7 separate regions of the Mus musculus genome follow, and all the other regions are linked to region 1. A link is a contact called in public HiChIP or PLAC-seq and promoter capture Hi-C data. All regions are on one chromosome and are shown on one strand. Each heading gives the region's core, a stretch centred on a gene start, on an enhancer-like site or on the middle of the called end of the contact. The rest is flanking DNA. Distances are from core to core; before and after follow the strand shown. Region 1 holds the start of Cc2d1a (coiled-coil and C2 domain containing 1A). Region 2 holds the start of Farsa (phenylalanyl-tRNA synthetase, alpha subunit). Region 3 holds the start of Hook2 (hook microtubule tethering protein 2). Region 4 holds the start of Scoc (short coiled-coil protein). Region 5 holds the start of Fbxw9 (F-box and WD-40 domain protein 9). Region 6 holds the start of Klf1 (Kruppel-like factor 1 (erythroid)). Region 7 holds the start of Gadd45gip1 (growth arrest and DNA-damage-inducible, gamma interacting protein 1).

The links. Promoter capture Hi-C pulls out the DNA fragments that hold promoters and counts their contacts. HiChIP or PLAC-seq counts read pairs in DNA pulled down with a chosen protein or histone mark.
Region 2: a contact with region 1 is called in a promoter capture Hi-C map of hematopoietic stem and progenitor cells. The contact joins the promoter of Farsa here to the promoter of Cc2d1a in region 1. A contact is called at or near these places in 15 of 39 promoter capture datasets (the 3T3-L1 cell line, the HPC-7 cell line, the SN4741 cell line and 10 more), 6 of 115 datasets of contacts at active chromatin or transcription factors (the SCID.adh cell line, astrocytes, bone marrow-derived macrophages and 3 more) and 2 of 9 other capture datasets (adipose tissue and liver).
Region 3: a contact with region 1 is called in a promoter capture Hi-C map of the 3T3-L1 cell line, with 4 times the contacts expected there. The contact joins the promoter of Hook2 here to the promoter of Cc2d1a in region 1. A contact is called at or near these places in 3 of 39 promoter capture datasets (the 3T3-L1 cell line, cranial neural crest and pre-B cells).
Region 4: a promoter capture Hi-C map of liver shows a contact between it and region 1, with 2.4 times the contacts expected there. The contact joins the promoter of Scoc here to the promoter of Cc2d1a in region 1. A contact is called at or near these places in 2 of 39 promoter capture datasets (liver and pre-B cells).
Region 5: an H3K4me3 HiChIP or PLAC-seq map of bone marrow-derived macrophages shows a contact between it and region 1, with 6 times the contacts expected there. The contact joins the promoter of Fbxw9 here to the promoter of Cc2d1a in region 1. A contact is called at or near these places in 3 of 39 promoter capture datasets (the 3T3-L1 cell line, liver and pre-B cells), 1 of 115 datasets of contacts at active chromatin or transcription factors (bone marrow-derived macrophages) and 1 of 9 other capture datasets (liver).
Region 6: an H3K27ac HiChIP or PLAC-seq map of microglia shows a contact between it and region 1, with 6 times the contacts expected there. The contact joins the promoter of Klf1 here to the promoter of Cc2d1a in region 1. A contact is called at or near these places in 4 of 39 promoter capture datasets (the SN4741 cell line, cranial neural crest, hippocampal neurons and 1 more) and 2 of 115 datasets of contacts at active chromatin or transcription factors (bone marrow-derived macrophages and microglia).
Region 7: an H3K27ac HiChIP or PLAC-seq map of extraembryonic endoderm stem cells shows a contact between it and region 1, with 5 times the contacts expected there. The contact joins the promoter of Gadd45gip1 here to the promoter of Cc2d1a in region 1. A contact is called at or near these places in 10 of 39 promoter capture datasets (the 3T3-L1 cell line, the HPC-7 cell line, the SN4741 cell line and 6 more) and 8 of 115 datasets of contacts at active chromatin or transcription factors (the SCID.adh cell line, astrocytes, bone marrow-derived macrophages and 5 more).

Annotation. Positions count from the first base shown.
Region 1 is chr8:84,146,610-84,149,666 of GRCm38.p6, forward strand. Cc2d1a (coiled-coil and C2 domain containing 1A) reads right to left here and starts at 1,308. Exons shown (of 29, transcript NM_145970.2): 1 at 1,038-1,308. The coding sequence starts at 1,097. 4930432K21Rik (RIKEN cDNA 4930432K21 gene) reads left to right here and starts at 1,429. Exons shown (of 9, transcript NM_029045.2): 1 at 1,429-1,789; 2 at 2,229-2,276. The coding sequence starts at 2,249.
Region 2 is chr8:84,855,565-84,858,284 of GRCm38.p6, forward strand. It overlaps Farsa (phenylalanyl-tRNA synthetase, alpha subunit), which reads left to right and starts at 1,422. Exons shown (of 13, transcript NM_025648.3): 1 at 1,422-1,617. The coding sequence starts at 1,471. It overlaps 1700122E12Rik (a long non-coding RNA gene), which reads left to right. Exons shown (of 3, transcript XR_106144.5): 3 at 1-1,101.
Region 3 is chr8:84,989,203-84,991,914 of GRCm38.p6, forward strand. It overlaps Hook2 (hook microtubule tethering protein 2), which reads left to right and starts at 1,421. Exons shown (of 21, transcript NM_001372357.1): 1 at 1,421-1,550; 2 at 2,017-2,102; 3 at 2,175-2,247. The coding sequence starts at 1,506.
Region 4 is chr8:83,441,400-83,444,180 of GRCm38.p6, forward strand. It overlaps Scoc (short coiled-coil protein), which reads right to left and starts at 1,263. Exons shown (of 4, transcript NM_019708.4): 1 at 1,023-1,263.
Region 5 is chr8:85,058,661-85,061,639 of GRCm38.p6, forward strand. Fbxw9 (F-box and WD-40 domain protein 9) reads left to right here and starts at 1,459. Exons shown (of 10, transcript NM_026791.2): 1 at 1,459-1,876. The coding sequence starts at 1,468. A230103J11Rik (RIKEN cDNA A230103J11 gene) reads right to left here and starts at 1,800. Exons shown (of 4, transcript NR_110582.1): 1 at 1,747-1,800.
Region 6 is chr8:84,900,650-84,903,422 of GRCm38.p6, forward strand. Klf1 (Kruppel-like factor 1 (erythroid)) reads left to right here and starts at 1,333. Exons shown (of 3, transcript NM_010635.3): 1 at 1,333-1,466; 2 at 2,040-2,773. The coding sequence starts at 1,380.
Region 7 is chr8:84,830,752-84,833,577 of GRCm38.p6, forward strand. Gadd45gip1 (growth arrest and DNA-damage-inducible, gamma interacting protein 1) reads left to right here and starts at 1,531. Exons shown (of 2, transcript NM_183358.4): 1 at 1,531-1,889. The coding sequence starts at 1,540. It also overlaps a transcript of Dand5 not described here.

The DNA of each region.
Region 1 (3,057 bases), core at 58-2,557:
GCTCCCCAGCAGCAGAGAACGCACCAGTGTGGGACTGGAAGGTGCACTCATCATTAAAGTGCTAACCCTAACCCTAGTATGTGCAAAGCTGGGTTCCATCCCAGCATGGCAAGGAGAAAAATAAATAAATAAAAGCCACGATGACTATGACAACAGTGGGGGCAAAGTTGAAGAACTGGGTCTTTTTTATAGACCTGCCCTTCTGCTTTGGCTAGTGACCAACAAAATATGATGAGTTACATGAAATTACCCTTTCTATAGGTCCAAATTGGCCAAATCTTAGCAGTTATGCATGGCTTCACCTATTGAGTGAAGCCATTAGTCACAGAGAGCCCAAGAATCCAGCGGCCACACTCCCTCTGTTCTAGCATTTTTCCATAAATAGTCTCAGTAAGTCTTTATAACTGCCCTTTAAGGACTCTTCTAGGCTTCCATTCCACAGGTGGAAAAACTGAGGCTCCAAACTACAAATACATTCAGTCAAATGTACCTAGGTCAGGGGGAACCTGAGCACAGAGCCCTGGGATCCCTGGTTCAAAGATGGGACAAATCAAACTCCCACAGGCCCTGAATCTGGGAGTATGGCTCTGGGCCACAGTCTTGTAGGTTTTCCTGTACACCTCTGGACTGACATTTCTGTCTGGCCAGGTGCTTCATCCTTGTGACCTTGACTAGATAGATCTCTGCGCCTCCCTTATCCTTAGTGTCCTCATCTGTACAATGGGTGTAGAGTGTGGCCTGACCCAGTTAATGCAAAGGCCTGAAAAGCCGGTCTGATTGCTTTCCCTTCCCGGTTGGAAGTGCTGCAGCAACAGGTGTTCCCTGAATCTGGGGTGTGAAGCTAGAAGCTGGATGGCCCAACCCAGTAGGCCATACACCTCACCTCGGGGGCGGGGCGGAGACCAGGGTTCACCTGGTGGCGAGGATCAGGCTTTTCTGGGGGTGGGGCACTCCCCGCGAGTGTGAGGAAGGGTGGAGAGAGACTCTGAGGAAGGGTGGGCAGGTACCCCTCGGTGGGTAGAGGGGCACACACTCACCTGGCGGGCAGTGACAGCACCTCGGCCCGGGGGTGCCTGGGGTCCATTCCTCTTGTGCATCTTCCAGGCTCGAAGCCCGGACTACCAGCCCCTGCACCTTTGCCTTGCCTTGCCTCTTCACCGAAGTCGAGTCTCAGAGCTCGCGCTGTTCCTGAGCCCTGAGTCCCTCCTCCGCGCCCGGCCCCCCGGGATTCTCGAGTTTGGGCCGCCCAGCTTCCGCCTTGGCCTTCAGGAGCGCGGCGGCTGGATTCGTGGGCTCTCTAGTTAAACTACAATTCCCGGCAGTCAGAGCGTGGAGGCGCATGCGCCTAGCATAAAGTAGGGCAGAGAGAAGGCGGAGCATGCGTAAGGTGTGTAGTCGGTACTACGCGTGCGTGGGGCGTGGCCTCACGGGCGGGAAAAAGAGAGAGAGCTGCAGGTGTGAGGGCGCGGCAGTGTGACGTCTGTGGCTCCACACCGCCGCACATCGTTCTGTTAGGCTTTGTGGTGGAGTGGGTGCGGGTGTGGGTGTGGGTGTGGATGCTCCTGCTCTCCCGTCTGTGGCGCAGGTCTTCAGGAGCCGAGTCCACAGTGTCAGGCCTCAGGCCTTCCTGTCTCCCACCGCCAGTTTGCCACGCGGTCCCCGTGACTGCCTATGTGGGTATTTTCTCAGAACGTTACGCCAGTGACCTAGGCGACCTATTCCCCATCAGATCCAGGTTGACCTCGTCCCGACTAAGGACAGAGCAACTTCCATTACTGCTGTGGCCCAGGTTGGTTCTGGCTTGCCATGGGTCCCACAGTCTGAAGACATTGGCCGGAAGCCACTCCTGACGCGGGGTAGCCCTCCTAAAGTCTTGTGTGACTTTGGTGGGTCTCCAGAGACCTCTCTGAAGCTTCCAAGTACCCCATGTCCCAGATAATTAAGCTTTGGGTGTGGGTGGGGGAGAAACGTAGTTGTCTCCAACCCAGAGACTCCAGCAGATACCGTGAAGAGGACGAGATCGTTCCTTCACACAGGGAAAGGGTGTGAATGGCTACCTGGCCATGGTCCAAGGTGGCTATGACCTGTCGCCCCACCCAGTGTCCTGCTGAAGACCAGCTGACTCCCCTCATCAGGCTGCCAGATGGGCCCAGTGGAGGAGGGAGACAGGGTACAGATGGGGACATACAGTGCTGGCAACAGCTGGAGAGTTTGTTTGTTGTTTTCAGATTTCTCAGGGAAAGATAAAATGAATAAGAAGAAACAGCGGAACTCAGGTATTTGGTTTATTCAAATTGGCTTTTTATTTTATTTTTATTTTTAATTTATTTCCAGGCAGAGTTTATGTATATCCCTGGCTGTCTGTCCTAGAACTAACTCTGTAGATCAGGCCTCAAACTCAGAGACAAACCTGCCTCTGCTTCCAGAGTGCTGGGATTAAAAGTATGATTCACCACAACCTGGCCTCAAATCGGCTTTTAAAATATTTATTTGAGGTACTAGGAATGGAACATGGAGCTTCCTGCATGATAAAACACTCTACCATGAAACTACATCTCAGACCCAAGGTGACCTTTTTAAACTTTTTATGATGTTTTTGAGATGGAGGAGGGGATTCTTGCCATGTGGGCCGACTAGTTTTATGTCAGTTTGACCCAAGTCATTTGGGAAAAGGGACTCTCAATTGGGAAAATGCCTCCAAAAGATTTGCCTGTAGCCAAGAGTGTAGTGTGTTTTCTTGATTAATGATTGATGTAGGTGGGTCCAGCTCGTGGGTGTGCTGCCTGGAGGCAGGTAGTCCTAAATTACATAAGAAAGCAGTTAGCTGTGAGCAAAAGCCCGTAAACAGCATTCCTTCATATCCTTTGTGAGTTCCTGAGGTTCCTCTCCTGACTTTCTCTGGTGATGGACTATGATATAAAAGTGTAAGTGGAATAAACCCTTTCTCCCTTGACTTGCTTTTGTTCATAGTTTTATGGTTTTTATAGTTTTTATTCCAACAATAGAAATCCTAACTAAGACATCATGTAGCCCAGGCTGGCTTTGAGCTTATGATCT
Region 2 (2,720 bases), core at 172-2,671, 710 kb after region 1:
CTTCACAATGACTGTGCACCCCTTCAGAGTGATGTCGACATTTTCTGGAATGTCGACAGTCTGATTGCTGAGAATGGTCTTCATTCTCGCAGTAGATGGGGCAAAGAGAGTTGAGCCTCATTTTTTAATGATTTATTTAATATATATACACTGTAGCTGTTTTCAGACACACCAGAAGAGGGCATCCGATCTCATTACAGATGGTTGTGAGCCACCACATGGTTGCTGGGATTTGAACTCAGGACTTGTGGAGGAATAGTCAATGCTCTTAAGTACTGAGCCATCTCTCTAACTCCAAGCCTCATTTTTTCTCTTGTAAAGTAGAAGAGATTTATATAGTATCTACATTATGAATTTTAGGGAGAACTTAAAATCCCTGAAGTACTCCATGCAGGTCAGCAGGCTTTGTGACTGTCTTAAGTGAATCCCTCCTCCCTAAACATATATGGTTCCCTACCCAGATTCCTTTTGAAAATGTAAAAAAAGTTAACATCTGTAGAGTGGGGCCCTGGAAAGATGGCTCAGCTCTTAAGAGCGCTTGTTAAATATTAAGTATTAAGCTGTTAAGTTCTCTTGCATAGGACCATAGTTCAATTCCCAGAATCCACTTGATGGTTCACAAACTTCCAAAGCTTCAGTTCCATGTGATCTGATGGCCATCTTCTGACCTCTGAGGCCACCATGCACACATATGGTGCATAGACATATATACAGACAAAAACCTCACACATAAAAATAAAGTGAATAAATCTAAAACAACAAAAACATCAATAGAATGGTCATGCCTGAAGCCCACCACTCAGTGCCACCTTCTCTCTAGGTAAGAGAGATTTTTAAAAAAATTTTTTTTTTGGTTTTTCGAGATAGGGTTTCTCTGTGTAACCCTGGCTGTCCTGGAACTCACTCTGTAGACCAGGCTGGCCTCGAACTCAGAAATCTGCCTGCCTCTGCCTCCCAAGTGCTGGGATCAAAGGCACGCACCACCACTGCCCGGCTGAGAATTCTTGAAGGATGGCAGTGATCTGAGCCTGCTAGTGGTGGCTGGATGAAAATTATTGGGGGAAACCAATAGAATTTCAGTCAAGCCTTAGAGTGATTGTCTGTAATCCTAGCACTTGGGAGAAGTAGGCAGGAGATGAGGAGGTCAAGTCTAGCCTCTGCTAAAGAAGACCTGTTTCAAGATATAAAACAAAAATCCCAAAAGAAAACTACTTTTGCCCTTCAAGTCATCAAATTGACTTCACTAGTTAACTAAAAGCCACTGGGGTCAAACTACATGCAGCATCCTGAATCCCTTAAGTACATTTGAGGCTCATTTGCCACACTTAAGATGGCGACGACCAGCTTCCAAGTCGCCCTTTGCGCCACACTAAAAATGGCAACGCACGCGCTATCGCGACTTCCGGTTCCAGTTCCGGTCCCCTAGTCAGGTCCGGCGGCCTGCACACGCCAAGCACGCTGGGAGTAGCCATGGCGGATAATCCCGTTTTGGAGCTGTTGCTGCGGCGGCTGGAGGTAGCTGATGGCGGTCTGGACAGCGCGGAGTTGGCTACGCAGCTGGGTGTGGAGCACCAGGCGGTGGTGGGCGCAGTGAAGAGCCTTCAAGCTCTGGGTGAGGTGAGTCCAGGCGTGCCGCGGCTCGGCCTCGCTTTCATACCGGCAGCCCCATTATTTCTGGTGAAGGGACATTACGTGCTGGTGCACCGTGGGGTGCGCTGGTGGGAAGTCTGGAACAGTTTTCGTTTCTCAAGTGACTAATGTCTGTTAAGGCGAAAACATGGCACATGTAGGGGTGTGACAAGACGAGTCGCTTCCCGGAAAGGGGTTGCAATCTAATGGGGAAACACAAATGACCAGAGTGATATGAAGGCTCAGAGAACTAGCTGTGACAGTTGACTTAGCGTTGCGGGACAGAGAGCCGGGATCAGGTACAGATGGAAACTGACTCGAGGCCAATGGAGGAAAACGATGGCATCCAAGACATCAGTGGCAGGGCATTGGTGTGGGATTATAGGCCGCAGAGACCATCAGGGCAGAATTAAATGGTTCTGTAAGGTTCCTGTTTTCCCCTTTTATCTCCATGTTAGGGCCTTCTGCTGCTAGTCAAAAGCTACACCCTAAAAATATGGTTGCTATCTGGACCAGGCTGGCCTCCAATTTACCAAGATCCATGTGTCTTCAGAGAGCTGGGATAAAAGGCTTATGCCACCAATACTCACCCTCTTAGAGTTATTGTTTTTTATGTATATATGTGTGCCTGCCTAAGTTATGTGCACCACAAGCTGGAGGAAACCAGAAGAGGGTGGGAACTTAAGTCATAGATGGCTGTGAGCTTCCATGTAGGTGCTGGGACTTGAACCTGGTTCCTCTGCAGGAGCTATTGCTCTTAAACCACTGAAGCACCTCTCCACCACACTTTGTACTTTTTTCTTTTTAAAAATTTTTTGTAGGTTTTTACTGTCTTTGTTCAGTTTTTCAGGCTGGGTCTCCTTACATAGCCCTGGATATGCTGTAAGCCACTATGTAGGCCAGTCCAGCCTCAGATTCACAGAGATCCACCTGCCTCCGCCTCTCGAATGCTGGGATACTTTTTAACCTTGAAACAGGCCCTCACTGTCCAGTCTGGCCTTGAACTCACTGTGTATGAGTTCACGAGCTTTCCTTACCTCAGGTTCCCAACAGCTAAGATTACACGATTTTACCACCATGCACAGCCTGCT
Region 3 (2,712 bases), core at 171-2,670, 840 kb after region 1:
CCCATGCCCAGTCCAGTCTGGAAGCACACTCCCTTCTATACCTTTCCACAGGGTCTCAGGGACTGGAATCAGGAAAACAAGGCGTGAGGGTCTGTGGAAGTGTGAATCAGCCTCCAAGGCTCTCTGGTGTGTGCAGCTGAGAGTTTGAGTGGGTTGCAACCGAGTGTCTGTAGTAGATTAACAACTCTAGTAAGATAGAGGGCGGGTGGCTGATGTCGCTGGGCTCACCCAACCAGGACAGGGTCGCTGGACTGGATCCCGGCTCATTGCCTGGATGGAAGCAGAACATTATCCCCCTCCGAACTGAACCCGCCCCAAAGCAGAGCCGGCTCCACTCCTCCCTCTGGGCACATTTAATAGCCTCTAATTACAGCACATTACCCCACCCGCCAGAGAGGGGAGGGGCTACTAGTGGACCCAGGGGTCAAAGGGCGTGGTCTGGGCTTTACCCCTGGCGTCAAAGCCCGTGTACTTTGTAGCCGCTGTTTACTCATTTGCAAAGCGGCGGATTAAAAAAAAATTAAATAAAAAAATTAAATAATACAGTTTCTAAAATTAAGAAACAAAACCTGGGAATTAAAGTAGCCCTTGTCTCCTAGGGTCGTGGAAAACATTCAATTGTCTGTAGATATATAGCTTATTGTAAAGTCTGAAAACAGTAAGCACTCCACAAATGATGTCTTGAGACTTTATTGTCAAAAAATTCTAAGCTCTCTGCGCTCCCCTAAACCGGCTCAACCGGTGGACGCACCCTTTTCCCAGAAGGATGCGTTCCTACGTTCTGCGCGCCCCCTGGTGGGCTTCAGATCACCCGCAGCTTTGGCCAGGTCGAGTGTTTTTTAGGGCAGGAAGGTGCTCAAAGCACCCGGGGCCGGGAAGGAGCAGAGTAGCTCGCAGGAAAGAGACCCCGGGCTGGGCAAGTGCTATGTCCTTTACTCAGGACATACTTGACCCTTCCTGCTCCCAACCATACCCGAGTTTTCAGAAGGACTCCAGCCAGAATCACTTCTCTGGGGAAGACGCTTTTAAGATCCTCTCACTCCACGACTACAGGATTTATAATTATTCTCTGCGCCCACATTAAGAAAGGCTCAGATCATAACGCGGCTAAACCGGAGGATTTCTTTCAGCTTTGGGGGGGAACCATTAAAGTGCCTGTGAAACTGGGTGCGGTAGATCCGCCTTAAAAGGATCTTGAGGACCACTCCACTACATAAAGAGAAGCCGCGAGGAGTGGAGGTCACCAGCAGCAGGACTGAGCCAGACTGACACCTAGCGGCAGAATGTGCACTTGCCTATGTCCCGCATCTAAGATGGCGAGGCAAGTGTTTGCAATGGGAGATCACGTGTCTGGGGCGGAGCCTATGGCTAGGGGGCGGGGTGGAGCGGGGCGGCGCTCTAGGCCGAGCGGGAGGTCTGGGCTTCGGGCGCTCGCTGGTGGCGGACCCGGAGGCTGCTGCTGCGTGCCGGGGCTCCTTGGCCCGGATCGAATTCGATCCGGAGCCATGAGTGTGGACAAGGCCGAGCTATGCGGGTCTCTGCTCACCTGGGTAGGTCGGGGGGCGGGGCTGGGTCAGGTGTGCGCCCTCTCCTCTCGTCCTGTCTTGGTCTTCTTTCCTCGGTTTTGGACCTGGAAGGAGGAATAGATCGTAGGCTTGCTGGGCCGTTGGACTCTGACCTGACCACCTGCGTCTGTCACGTGGGCAGGCCTGAGCGAAAAGACCAGGTGAGGCCACGCCCCTCTGGAGGGCACAGGCCTGGTCACATGTTAGCAGTGGGGACCAGGTGACTGGTGGTAACGCCCTGACCTAGGTTTGCAGGGTTTGCCAGGATAGGTAAAATGAAGCCACGCCCCGTCCTTGCCTAGGCGTGTAGAAGTCACGCCCCCGAAGATGTGATATGTTGGTGCTACAGGCTAATGCCTTTCTAACCCCGTGAAATGTCTGATGGCTGGGGAAAAAGTCTGCAATTCCAGGTCCTCAATTTTCCTGTTGCCCTTCCGTCTTCCCCCTTTAGTTGCAGACGTTCCAAGTTTCACCCCCCTGTGCCAGTCCCCAGGACCTGAGCAGCGGACTCGCCATAGCCCATGTGCTGAATCAGATGTGAGTGTGGCGGCTGAGTGGGAGGATCCTGAAGGGCTCCCCAGCCTGCTCATCCCATCTTTCTGCCCCTAGAGACCCTTCCTGGTTCAACAACGAATGGCTCCAGGGCATCTCAGAGGACTCAAGCCCCAGCTGGAGGTTGAAGGTGACAGGTGGACTCATGACTAGGGAATAACTAGAGGACTTAAGGAGGTGAAGGCAAAGGGAAAGCTAGATACATGTCCTGTGCGATGGACAGGCAGTCTTGTCAGGAAGAGAGCCAGATGTCTGGTGATCAGCAAGCTATTTTTGTTTATATTGAGCACCCACAATAGGACAAAAAAACTTGCCACCATTCTTATGATGTGGGCAAAAGCACACACACAACACATGTTAACTTCCAAGAGGTGTGCTGGCAAATGCTTGTAATCCCAGCTATGGTGGTGTGTTAATACAGGAGGGTGGTAAACCATCCATCATCCCGTCTCAAAACCTTTAAAAGGCCAGGGATATAGTTGGCAAAAGAGAATTTGCTCACCCTACACAAGGTCCTGAGTTCAATCCCAAGTAGCAGGGTATGCTGGGTGGGGGGTGGGAGGGGGGATGGGCAGGGGTAGCCAGACCATGTGGC
Region 4 (2,781 bases), core at 13-2,512, 710 kb before region 1:
GCAATTAATGTTTTCCATCCATCATCCACTCACCAGCAATAGTTTTTTAAATTTAAAAGTCCAATGCACTACAGGAATGCACTGAACACTTTACATATATAGTTTTATCACAACAGAAAGAAAATGCAATTCACAGATGTGGATACTAAGCCTTATAAAGGCTAGAGGCCTTGCCTCATGTTTCATAGCCAAGATATTATTAAGGTCCTAAACTGAGTTTGAAAAACTCAACTCCTTTGGCGTTTCCACAAACAAAACAAATATAAAATTTCATCTGCATCCACTCCAGTGTGATGTTTCTAATCTGTTCATGTTCTGCTTTGACATTTTAGGGCTTTCAAAATCGATGGAAATCGAGGAACTACATCGTCAATAAGGATCAAACTTAAGTTAGATCCCCGGGGAGCTAGCTGCATCCAGTTTAATCATTGGAGCATACAGACACTAGGATTCCTACGCACAGCTTTGAGTCGCAGAAACGGATAACGGTTTGGGGACCTCTGTCCTTCTGGCTATTGCGACGTCTGTCTCTGGTGGTGTAACAGAAACCTTGGCTTTTCGGGAAACTATGATTTCTCCTTCCCAAACCTTACTCCTCAATATTTGTTCCGCAGGACGCCTGAGAAAAGCTGACAAAGAAACAAACCCAGGTTCTAGCAAAGACGTCCCACCCCAGACATGCACGGGCCACCACGCCTGCAAAGCAATCCTAGCACTCGAGAGGCTGAAGCAGAAGAATTGCGGCGAACTGGAAGGTAGCTCGGGCAGCAGAGCGTCTTCTCCTACTACCCGGTCCCATCGCACCCCCACGGCGTCCCGGTCCCGCACCGCCGGGCTCTTCCCACTGAGCCCGCGGCGTGGGGCCGGGAAGGTGGCTGCGCAGCGCTCGGCGGGATGTCGGGCCTCGCGGCGCCGCAATCCAGCACCCAGGCCGCCGCCCGGGTTCCCGTTCCATCCCGCCCCGCCCCACAGGGCCTCGGCGGTCTCCCAGGCCCAGCCCTCGCCGCCCCGAGCCGCCTCACCTTGCGTCTGAAGCGCCGGGAAGAGGCGGGATGGGTAGGAAGCCTCAGGCCGCGCGGCTCTCCGACCAACTGACAGCGTCAGCCCCGCCCTTCCCGCCCACGGAGCGTGCGCCGAGCGAGGAGGCGTCCTCCCACCAATCCTAACTGGAAATTGCACGCCTGCGCACTGGCTGCTGGACGCCTCGACAGGCCTGTGGCAGAGCACCGGGGTCCACCTTTGCCCTAACAAAAGGGCATTGACGACCAATCAGGATTTTTGGGCGTGTCCTAAAAAAGCAGCGACCAATCACGGCGCAGAAGAGAAGATGCGCCTAAGAAAGCGGTCCTCGCTGAGCATCTTTTGTCTCGCCAGGAACCTGGAAAGTGGGGTGGAAAGTCACTCTAGGTTAAAAAAAGAGAGACGGGGAGAGAGGGAGGGAAACAGAGACAGAATTTCTGGAAATTGCCGTGACCAGACTCTAGGAGAGAGATATTTCGTTCACATTCAAGAACAGAGTGAGCAGAACAGTGCAGCGCCCTCCCCCCTCGATTCTAAAAGCACGGTTTCCTTTTTCCCCACTTCTAAAATTAGATAACGCACAAAGCATATACCATTAATGGATGTTTCTCTTCGTACCCCATATTCAGGACAATTTTTAAACTTCCGTTCACCCGACCACGTCATGATTCCTTAGATCAGCAGTCTCCTGATCTCAGTCTCAGAAAACCCAAGGCTTAATTAAAATTGTGTTTCTTATTCAAGTGTACATGTACAATGCCAGACTTTGGGTTGCTAGGTGATTTTCGTGACACTTCATTATAACCTAACCTTTGAAACAAGTATCTTGCTGTTAGCGGTCAGTGACCACAGTATATTCTTACCTGCAAAGCATTCTTGCTTTGACTTTATCAAAACCTCTGAGCTGTAGAGGCCAGCTTACAAATACTTTCTTCTTGGCTTTTCTTTCTTATATAAGGTTCTATTTTTAATTGCATGAATATGTAGCGGTGTGTATGTACTTGCTTGTGCCTGTGCAAGGTGCCTGCAGATGCCAGAAGAGGGAATCAGACCCCTGGGATTGGGGTTACAGGTGGCTGTGAACCATTTGGTGAGGATGATGAGAACTCAACTCAGCTTCCCGTGAAAGAGCAATAAGTACTGTTAACTTCTGAGCCATTTCTACAACTCCCGGGTATCTTAAACCAATCAAGCAGGATTTGCTAACACGTGACCGTAATCCTTTATAAATAAAGTACCTACCATTTAGTGTTTGAGACGAAAGTATTAGGCTTGGACTACAATTCAGGATTTGAAGGAAGGAGAATATGGGAAGAGAGGGAAACCCCAGGTAACGCTAAGAGGAGTGCCAACAAAATAGAATGAATATGGGCAACATTCAAAGAAGGATGGGATTTTCCAAGATAGTGAAGAACACACTTTCTTTTCAAATGCACATGGGCCAGTCATAGAAATGGGCCTGAAAATTTGTTTTTGGTTTTAATTTTTTATTGTATGTATATTTTACTTGCATTTATTTCTCTGAAACACTTGGGTACCTGGTGCCTGAGGACGCCAGAAAAGAGTGTTGGATCTCCTGGAACTGGAGTTACAGACATTGTGAGCTGCCATGTATGTAGGCGCTGGAAATTGAACCTGGATCCTCTGGAAAAGCTGCCAGTGCTCTTAACTGCTGAACTATCTCTCCAACCCCTTCTTTTTTTTTTAATTATATGTATGTGTATATGTATGTATATGTGTGTGTGCATGTGTGCCAGTGTG
Region 5 (2,979 bases), core at 209-2,708, 910 kb after region 1:
TATATAGAGATCAAGATAAGGCTACATAGTGATACCCTTAAAATCAATTAAAAAGAAAGATTATACCTGGACAGGACTGATTGTGGGGAGCTGTGACTCGTCTATGTGAAATTATCCTGGCCTACTACCTTTAGTCCTTAACCATTTATTGCCCACAGTTTTGCCTGACCTATTTGAAATTGAATCAGAGTTCCTAGACAATGGTCATTTGACCCCAAAATAAACTTAGGCGTGGAGCTTAACTGTTGAAGCCATGCAAAGTTGAAGACCTAAATTAGGATTGCCCACATCAGTGTTGGGCACAGGAGAGCAACTCCTGGTGAACAGAGACAGAAGGCTTCCTGAGGCTCACTGGCTGGCCAGCCAGTCTAGCTAAAAGTCATTAGTCAATAGCTGTTTCAAGATATAAGATGCCTGCTGTGAGAGTTGGCTCAGCACATAAAGATGTTTGCTGCCTGTTTACCTTAATTTGATTCCAGAACCTATGTAAAGGTGATGGAGAAGTGACTCCACAGAGTTGCTCTGATACATGTGACCTGTGGTGCACGGGAGCACACACAAAATTTAGGACAATAAACTAAGATGGAGATTGAAGAAGGCCTCCAACCATCTCAACCTCAGGCCTCCAAATGCGTACAAAGCATAAACTCCAGGGCTGAAACGGTCGATGGCCCATGGCTTAAGAGCACTTTAAGTGAGCGAGATAGGTGCCTTTCATTTCAACAGAGAGAGCAGAGGCAGGTCACCCACCGAATTAGAGGCCATCCTGGATTACTTGTCTAAAACAAAGCAGTTGGTCTTGGAGAAGATGAAAATTGGGTTTCTAGCATCCACAAGAGGTGATTGCCGACCTGTAAACCTAGCTTCAGGGGATTCCAAATATAAGAGTAGAAGCCGGATTAAAGGCGTGCCCACTGCCCGGGTTGAGGACCCAGTGACCATTTTTTTTTTTTAAGAATTATTTAGCTGGGTGGTGGTGGCACATGCCTTTAATCCCAGTACTCGGGAGGCAGAGGCAGGTGGATTTCTGAGTTCGAGGCCAGCCTGGTCTACAAAGTGAGTTCCAAGACAGCCAGGGCTATACAGAGAAACCCTGCCTTAAAAAAAAAAAAAAAAAAGGAGTAGAAATAAAAGATAAACGCCGGGCGTGGTGGTGCACGCCTTTAATCCCAGCACTCGGGAGGCAGAGGCAGGTGGATTTCTGAGTTCGAGGCCAGCCTGGCCTACAAAGTGAATTCCAGGACAGCCAGGGCTATACAGAGAAACCCTGTCTCGAAAAACCAAAAAAAAAAAAAAAAAAAAAAAACCATTCACACCCGCACAGGACTAGACGTCTGATTTCCAAGCAATATCTGGCAGGTGTTAGTCTCTGACGTCATCTAATGGGCGCCGGAAGTGATCTCGCGCTGCCTAGGAAACAAGACGCGGCTCTGGCTAAACCTGTACAGCCGCGCCCACCCGGGCGCCATGGATCTTTCCTCAGGGCGGAGTGGGGATCCTCGCTCTTGTGAGGAGGAATCTGACCCCGAGCCAGATCCCGACCCTGACACTCAAGCTGAGGCCTACGTAGCCCGTGTGCTTACCCCTCCCAAGCTTGGCCTGACCCCGCGGCGCTCGTCACTGCAGTCCATGTTCTCCGCGTCCCTAGGCGTGCCGGAGCGAAAGGCCGCCTCCAAAGTCCCGGCCGTGCGCCTACCGGGCCTCTTGAGCCTTCCCCCGGAGCTGCTGCTGGAGATCTGTGCCTACCTGGATGCGCGAGTCGTGCTTCAAGTCCTGCCGTGCGTGTGCCAAGCGTTGCACGACCTCGTGCGTGATCGTGTCACCTGGAGGCTACGCGCTCAGCGCCGCGTACGCGCACCCTACCCAGTGGTGGAAGGTATGCACATCCTTGGGAGACAGGAATTTTGGGGTGCTGCCTAATCCTTGTCGACCACAAGGCCACTTGGTTTCCTCAGGAAGTGCTCTGGACCTGGGATTTCTAAACTTAAAATCCAAAGATTTCCGGGTTTGCGCTTTGTTAGCACAAAGGCCCTAGCCCAAGAATTCCCAAGCTTTGGAAACAACTTGAGGCACAAGCAGCAACTAGCATAACAAAGCCTTTGACCCATGGAGTGTTGATCCAGGATTCGTTAAGAGGTTCTGAATTTCTAGACTCCCGATTGGGATCATTAATACCAGTAATCTTTCAGTTCTAGGTCTAGCCTGTCACCTTTTCTATTTTATTTTATTATTTTGGGGCAGGTTCTCATGTAGCTCCTTAGCCTTACAAGTGTTTGGGCTAGCCTTGTCATCTTTGCAGAGCTGTGTTGTTCCTTCTGCCCTTGAGGTCATTGGTTTCTGGAGGAAGAGACAACTTGAAATCGATGATTTTGAGTTTTTGCTGTTGCTTTTAAGGACAGAACTCAGGGCTTTGGCTATGCTAGGTAAATGCTTTATGACGTGTCCCATCCTCAGCATGTCTCGGACATGTTCCTGGTTCTGATATTGCTAGGTTCTCAGGCTCTTGATTCCTCTAATCTGGAAGAGTTTGATTCTTCTGCATTAGGGAGTTGCCCTCCAACCCCGAGTCAGATTTACAAACAGCTTTGATAAAACAGGTGCTTGGACCTCCTCCAGACCATTGAATGGCTGACCTGAGGTTTAGATTCTGACTTGGGAGGGGGCAGGAAGAGCGACTAGGGATAACTTAGGTAAGTTCTCTACTGCCGAGCCATATTTCCCACCCCTTGGCTTCTGTGTCTTGATGTGGCTTCCTGGTTTATAGTTAGAAGGATTTTTTTTTAATTTTTAATTTTTTGTTTTTTGAGACAGGGTTTCTCTGTGTAGCCCTGGCTGTCCTGGAACTCACTCTGTAGACCAGGCTGGCCTCAAACTCAGAACTCCGCCTGTCTCTGCCTCCCAAGTGCTGGGACTAAAGGCGTGCGCCACCACTGCTTGGGTAGTTAGAAGTTTTAACCACTGTGTCCCTGGATCTAAACC
Region 6 (2,773 bases), core at 83-2,582, 750 kb after region 1:
CTAAGTCCCCAGCACTGTTTTACCCTTGTTGTCGTCTTTCGAGACAAAGACTATGTAGCCCTGGTTGTCCTGGAACTTATTATGTAGACCAAACAGACCTTTCAAATTCATAGAGATCCACCAGCCTCTGCTTTCCAAGTGCTGGGATTAAAGGCATCACTACCATGCCTGACTAGGTACCATTTTCTATAATGGATCTGATGTCCCCTATGGACACCGAGCAATGATGGTGTATGTGTGATATTATTGTACCCGTGACACCCCATTTCCCTACCCTGACTCATAGGGCACCAGAATAGAAGTATGGGAATAGCAGGCCATCTATCATGGGGTCCCGCACACAATGAGCCGTTAGGCAGAGTCAGGGCTGAGCTCTTCTGAACGGCATACTAGCTGCAGCTCCATCTATGGGTCCTAGCCCACCACACTGTAAACTTCCTAGCCATCCCCTTCAGCTCCATGCAGTAGCCAGTGAGGGTCCTCAGAGCCCCAGAGTGGGCTGATTTGAGGGGACTCCTTTTGCTAAACAGCTCAGACCTCAACACAACAGAGCAATTCAAAGCTAAAATAATTTGTGGCACCAACCCCCAGCTCTTCTGCTCAAGGAGGAACAGAGCTATGGTTGTTCTGGGCCCCCTACCTGATAGCGGCCTGAAACATCTGGTGTGTCTGATAATGCCTGAAAGGGAGCCGGTGCCAAGGCCCGCCACTAGCACCGTTGCTGCTGTTGTCTGGGAGAGTAAGGACTGCAGTGGTCTCCATGGGGGTCAAAGGGTCCCAAAGACCTTTCCCAAGAAATCTATCCTTCCTGGTCCACTCCTTGGAGAGAGACTTGAAACCAAACCAGAGGGGTCTTCTCAGTCCTGTGGGAGGTGGGGTGGGGGTGGGGAGCAGCGACCAGGACTTTTCTTTACCCAACCTGAATCCTAAAACTTTGAAGCCCCTATTCCTTGACATCTGATTGACTTTACATACAGGGTTGGTTTTCAGGGACCAGTTTGAAAACAGGCCAGGGTGAGGTCTATTCCTTGAAAGTGACACATCACAACTTTAATCCCAGCACTCAGGAGACAGAGGTAGGCAGATGTCTGTGAGTTCTAGGCCAGCCTGGTCTACATAAGCCAGTCCAGGACAGCCAGGGCTCAGTTACACAGAGAAACCCTGTTTCGAAAACCTTAAAAAAAAAAAAAAAGAAGCACACCACACACATATCGCACACACCCCTCCTTTGCCGTTTTGCTTTGCCTGGGTCTTATCAGGGAAGACAGCCAATCAGATGTGGGCAGACAGGAGCCCTCCAAGAAACTTTCCTAGCCTCATAGCCCATGAGGCAGAAGAGAGAGAGGAGGCCTGAGGTCCAGGGTGGACACCAGCCAGCCATGGCCTCAGCTGAGACTGTCTTACCCTCCATCAGTACACTCACCACCCTGGGACAGTTCCTGGACACCCAGGAGGACTTCCTCAAGGTGGGGCCAGTGTGAGTGTGTGGGAGGGGGCAGGTGGTCTTGCATAGGGCATAGTGCTTAGGGGTGGGGCGTCTATCTTACTTTAATATCCTCTGCTCTGTTTTTTGGGGGTGGAGGAGTGGGAGAGCCTCTGAGCCTTGTTTGGGGGAGATGTTCTAGGGGTCTGAGATCAAGGTGAGGCCTATTTCTCCAACAGGAAGCAGAATTCTAAGCTCTATATCTTAAGAGACTAGGCTCATAGAGACAAAGGTCCAGATAAAGGTGTCCTGGGATTTCCAGGCTTTGAGCTGTAATTTTCTGGGCTATGTGAAGACAGGGAAAGGCTAGGGAAAACGGAGTCGAAGCTGTCCCCTTTGACTCAGAACTCTGCAACCCCTTCTCCCATCCTGAATACTATTCTTGGTAAGTGTCTTAGCTGTCTCTAGCAAGACCTAATGGAGTTGTCTGGAGCTGAGAAAGGGGTTAGGGGAACCGTGTGGGTAAATGACAGGCACCAACGGTGTTTCCAGCCAGGGTTGTTTGAGGGCCAGGTACCCAGTGCCTACCATTCAAGCAGTACGCTCCCTCCCGCAGTGGTGGCGGTCTGAGGAGACGCAGGATTTGGGGCCGGGGCCCCCGAATCCCACGGGGCCGTCCCATCACGTGAGTCTGAAATCGGAGGACCCTTCCGGAGAGGACGATGAGAGGGACGTGACCTGTGCGTGGGACCCGGATCTTTTCCTTACAAACTTTCCAGGTTCCGAGTCTCCCGGCACTTCCCGGACCTGTGCCCTGGCGCCCAGCGTGGGGCCAGTGGCACAGTTCGAGCCGCCTGAGTCTCTGGGCGCCTATGCGGGTGGCCCAGGGTTGGTGACTGGGCCTTTGGGCTCCGAGGAGCACACAAGCTGGGCGCACCCGACTCCGAGACCCCCAGCCCCTGAACCCTTCGTGGCCCCTGCCCTGGCCCCGGGACTCGCTCCCAAGGCTCAGCCCTCGTACTCCGACTCGCGAGCGGGCTCCGTAGGGGGCTTCTTCCCGCGGGCGGGGCTTGCGGTGCCCGCAGCTCCAGGCGCCCCCTATGGGCTGCTGTCGGGATACCCCGCGCTGTACCCCGCGCCACAGTACCAAGGCCACTTCCAGCTCTTTCGCGGGCTCGCGGCGCCTTCTGCTGGTCCCACGGCGCCCCCTTCCTTCTTGAATTGTCTGGGACCTGGGACTGTGGCCACAGAACTCGGGGCCACTGCGATCGCCGGAGACGCAGGCTTGTCCCCGGGAACTGCGCCGCCCAAACGCAGCCGGCGAACTTTGGCACCTAAGAGGCAGGCGGC
Region 7 (2,826 bases), core at 281-2,780, 680 kb after region 1:
TAAATGCTTAAGATAAAAGGGAAGGCAGTGGTGGCGCACGCCTTTAATCCCAGCACTTGGGAGGCAGAGGCAGACAGATTTCTGAGTTCGAGGCCAGCCTGGTCTACAAAGTGAGTTCCAAGACAGCCAGGGCTACACAGAAAAACACTGTCTCGAAAAACCAAAAAAAAAAAAAAAAAAAAAAAAAAAAAAAAAGGTAAACTGCACATGATGGTCTCAGATCTTTAATTTCAGCACTGGGAAGGCAGAGGCAGAACCCTGTAAGTTCCACAGTGAATTCCAGGCCAGCCAGCTGGCACTACATAACAAGACTCAAAAAAACCAAACAACACCAACACACACACACAAACACACACGACCAAACAAGTTAGAATCCATGGAGCTGGAGAAATGGCTGAAAAGTTTAAAATATTTCCTGTCTTCCAGAAGACTTGAAGAATTTGGTTTCTTGTATTCAAGTCCCTTGACAATTGCTTGTAAGGCCAGTCTGAGAGGGTTCCATTGGCTTCCACTGGCACCCACACATGAGGCGCACACACACACACACTAAATCTTTTTAAAGATTTAAAAGGTAACATAAGCCTAAATATTAAAGTAGAAATATTTAATATATTAGAGAAATTTAAAAGCACAGATGTGAAGGGAAATAAAATATACAATAAAGCAGACATATTTAAAGCATTAATATTTCAAAATTAAAAATCAAAATGTCAAATACAGTAATTTAAATAATACTGGCACACCAGTTTTTTTCTTTTCTTCTTTTTGTTGTTGTTGTTTCTCTGTTTAACAGCCCTGGCTGTTCTGGAAGTCACTCTGTACACCAGGCTGACCTTGAACTCACAAAGATCCGCCTGTCTCTACCTCCAAGTTATGAAATTAAAGGCATGCGCCCCTACCGCCCGGCCAACGCACGCCACTTTTAAGTCTTATTTTAAACAGGCTCATTACCGGTCATCCTAGCACAGGCGAGACTGATTTAGAAATCGATGCCATCCTGAATTATGCCAAGAAGTTCCAAGATGACCTGGCTACAGGATGATATCCTATTTCAAAATCCCAAATGATGGCCGGGAAGAAGGCTCGGAGGGTAAAGGCATTTGCCACCAGGCAAGATGATTTTAGTTCTATTCCCACAACTCTTGCTTGGTGGAAGGAGAAAACCGACTTCCCCAAGCTGTCCTCTGACCTCCACTTAATCACCAACACTTCAACACTTTCGTCCCCCAATAAATAAACTGCAGAAATCCTTTCTTTTTTTCTTTTTTGATACACGTAGTCTTGGCAGCCCTGGAACTCATAGAGATCCTCCTGCCTCTGCCTCCTGATTGCTGGAATTAAAGAGGTAAGCCACCAGCCATACAATATTCTCTTAACAAACAATTGCTCCCCCCGCCCCACCCGCATTAAACGTTCACCTGCGCCGTACGGACTAAAGCAGCGCGGCGCTCCTCCGCTCCCCGGCCGGAGGCCCCCGGTGTTTCCGCCGCGCAGGCAGCGCCGTAGCCAGCCCCGCTGCCGCGAGGACCCACAGCCAAGATGGCGGCGCTCGCAATGCGGAGTGGCTATCTCCTGCGGCTCTCTGTGGCTCTGGGTCCCAGGTCCCGCAGCTACCGTGCGCCCCCGCCCCCGCGCCGCCGTCCCGGGCCCCACTCGCCAGACCCGGAGAACCTGCTGACCCCGCGATGGCAGCTAACGCCCCGCTATGTGGCCAAGCAGTTCGGACGACATGGCGCCATCTCCGGGGTGCCCCCGGCCTCCCTGTGGCCCACCCCAGAGCAGCTGCGCGAGTTGGAGGCCGAGGAGCAAGAATGGTACCCGAGCTTAGCGACCATGCAAGAGTCGCTGCGCTTGCAGCAGCAGGCCTTGGAGGCAAGGCGCCAAGCCAGGTGGGTGTGATGGGGCACGTACCCCAGGGCCCCGAAACCAGGAATCATCCGTAGTAGGCACGCGGATCCCTTGTGGCGTGGGCTTAAACATTACATGTTAACTTTGCTGCAAAGCAGACATCCTTGTAGTCATTCAACTGCAGTTTTTGGTTTTTTGTTTTTTTTTTTTTCTTTTGGTTTTTCGAGACAGGGTTCTTCTGTGTAGCCCTGGCTATCCTGGAACTCACTCTGGTCTCGAACTCAGAAATCCGCCTGCCTCTGCCTCCCAAGTGCTGGGATTAAAGGCGTGCACCACCACCCCCGGCCTCAACTGCAGTTTTAATGTTTGTTTTTACTTGTCCTCTTCCTTTATCAGTAGCCTGCCCTTTTATTCTAAATAGCAAGGACTCAATTAACCAGAACTCATTTTATTGCCCAGGCTGGCCTCGAATCTAGGATCCATCTGTCTTTACCTTCTGAATATCTGCTATTACAGGCCTGTACCAGTCCCAGCCTCAACTCTATATACTTCCCTAGTTACTCTGCAAGGATATAAGGACCCACACACCAGGGAACAAAGCAGACAGAGGATTCGGATGATGACTGAGGAACCCCCCCCCCCCAAGGAAGACAAACACAGTTAAAAGTGCATGCTAGCTCTTGTGATGTTTAAGCAAATCCCCATATAACCAGATACTGTTACTGGAAAAATCTCAAGGCATGAGTTCCCAGTAGAGGGAGCAACTGTTGCAAAGGCCCTGAGGTTGAGAAGTGGGAATGATGATTCTCAATTAGAGAACAGCCCAGGTGAAACCTTTTATCACAAATAATCTGGTCTTGGTGGAGCACACCTTTAATCCCAGCCTTCTGGAGACAGGCAGGTTAGATCACCGAGTTTTGAGGCCAGCCAGCCTAGTCTATGTAGTGAGACCCTGTCTTGTGTGGCCACCGTAGCTAG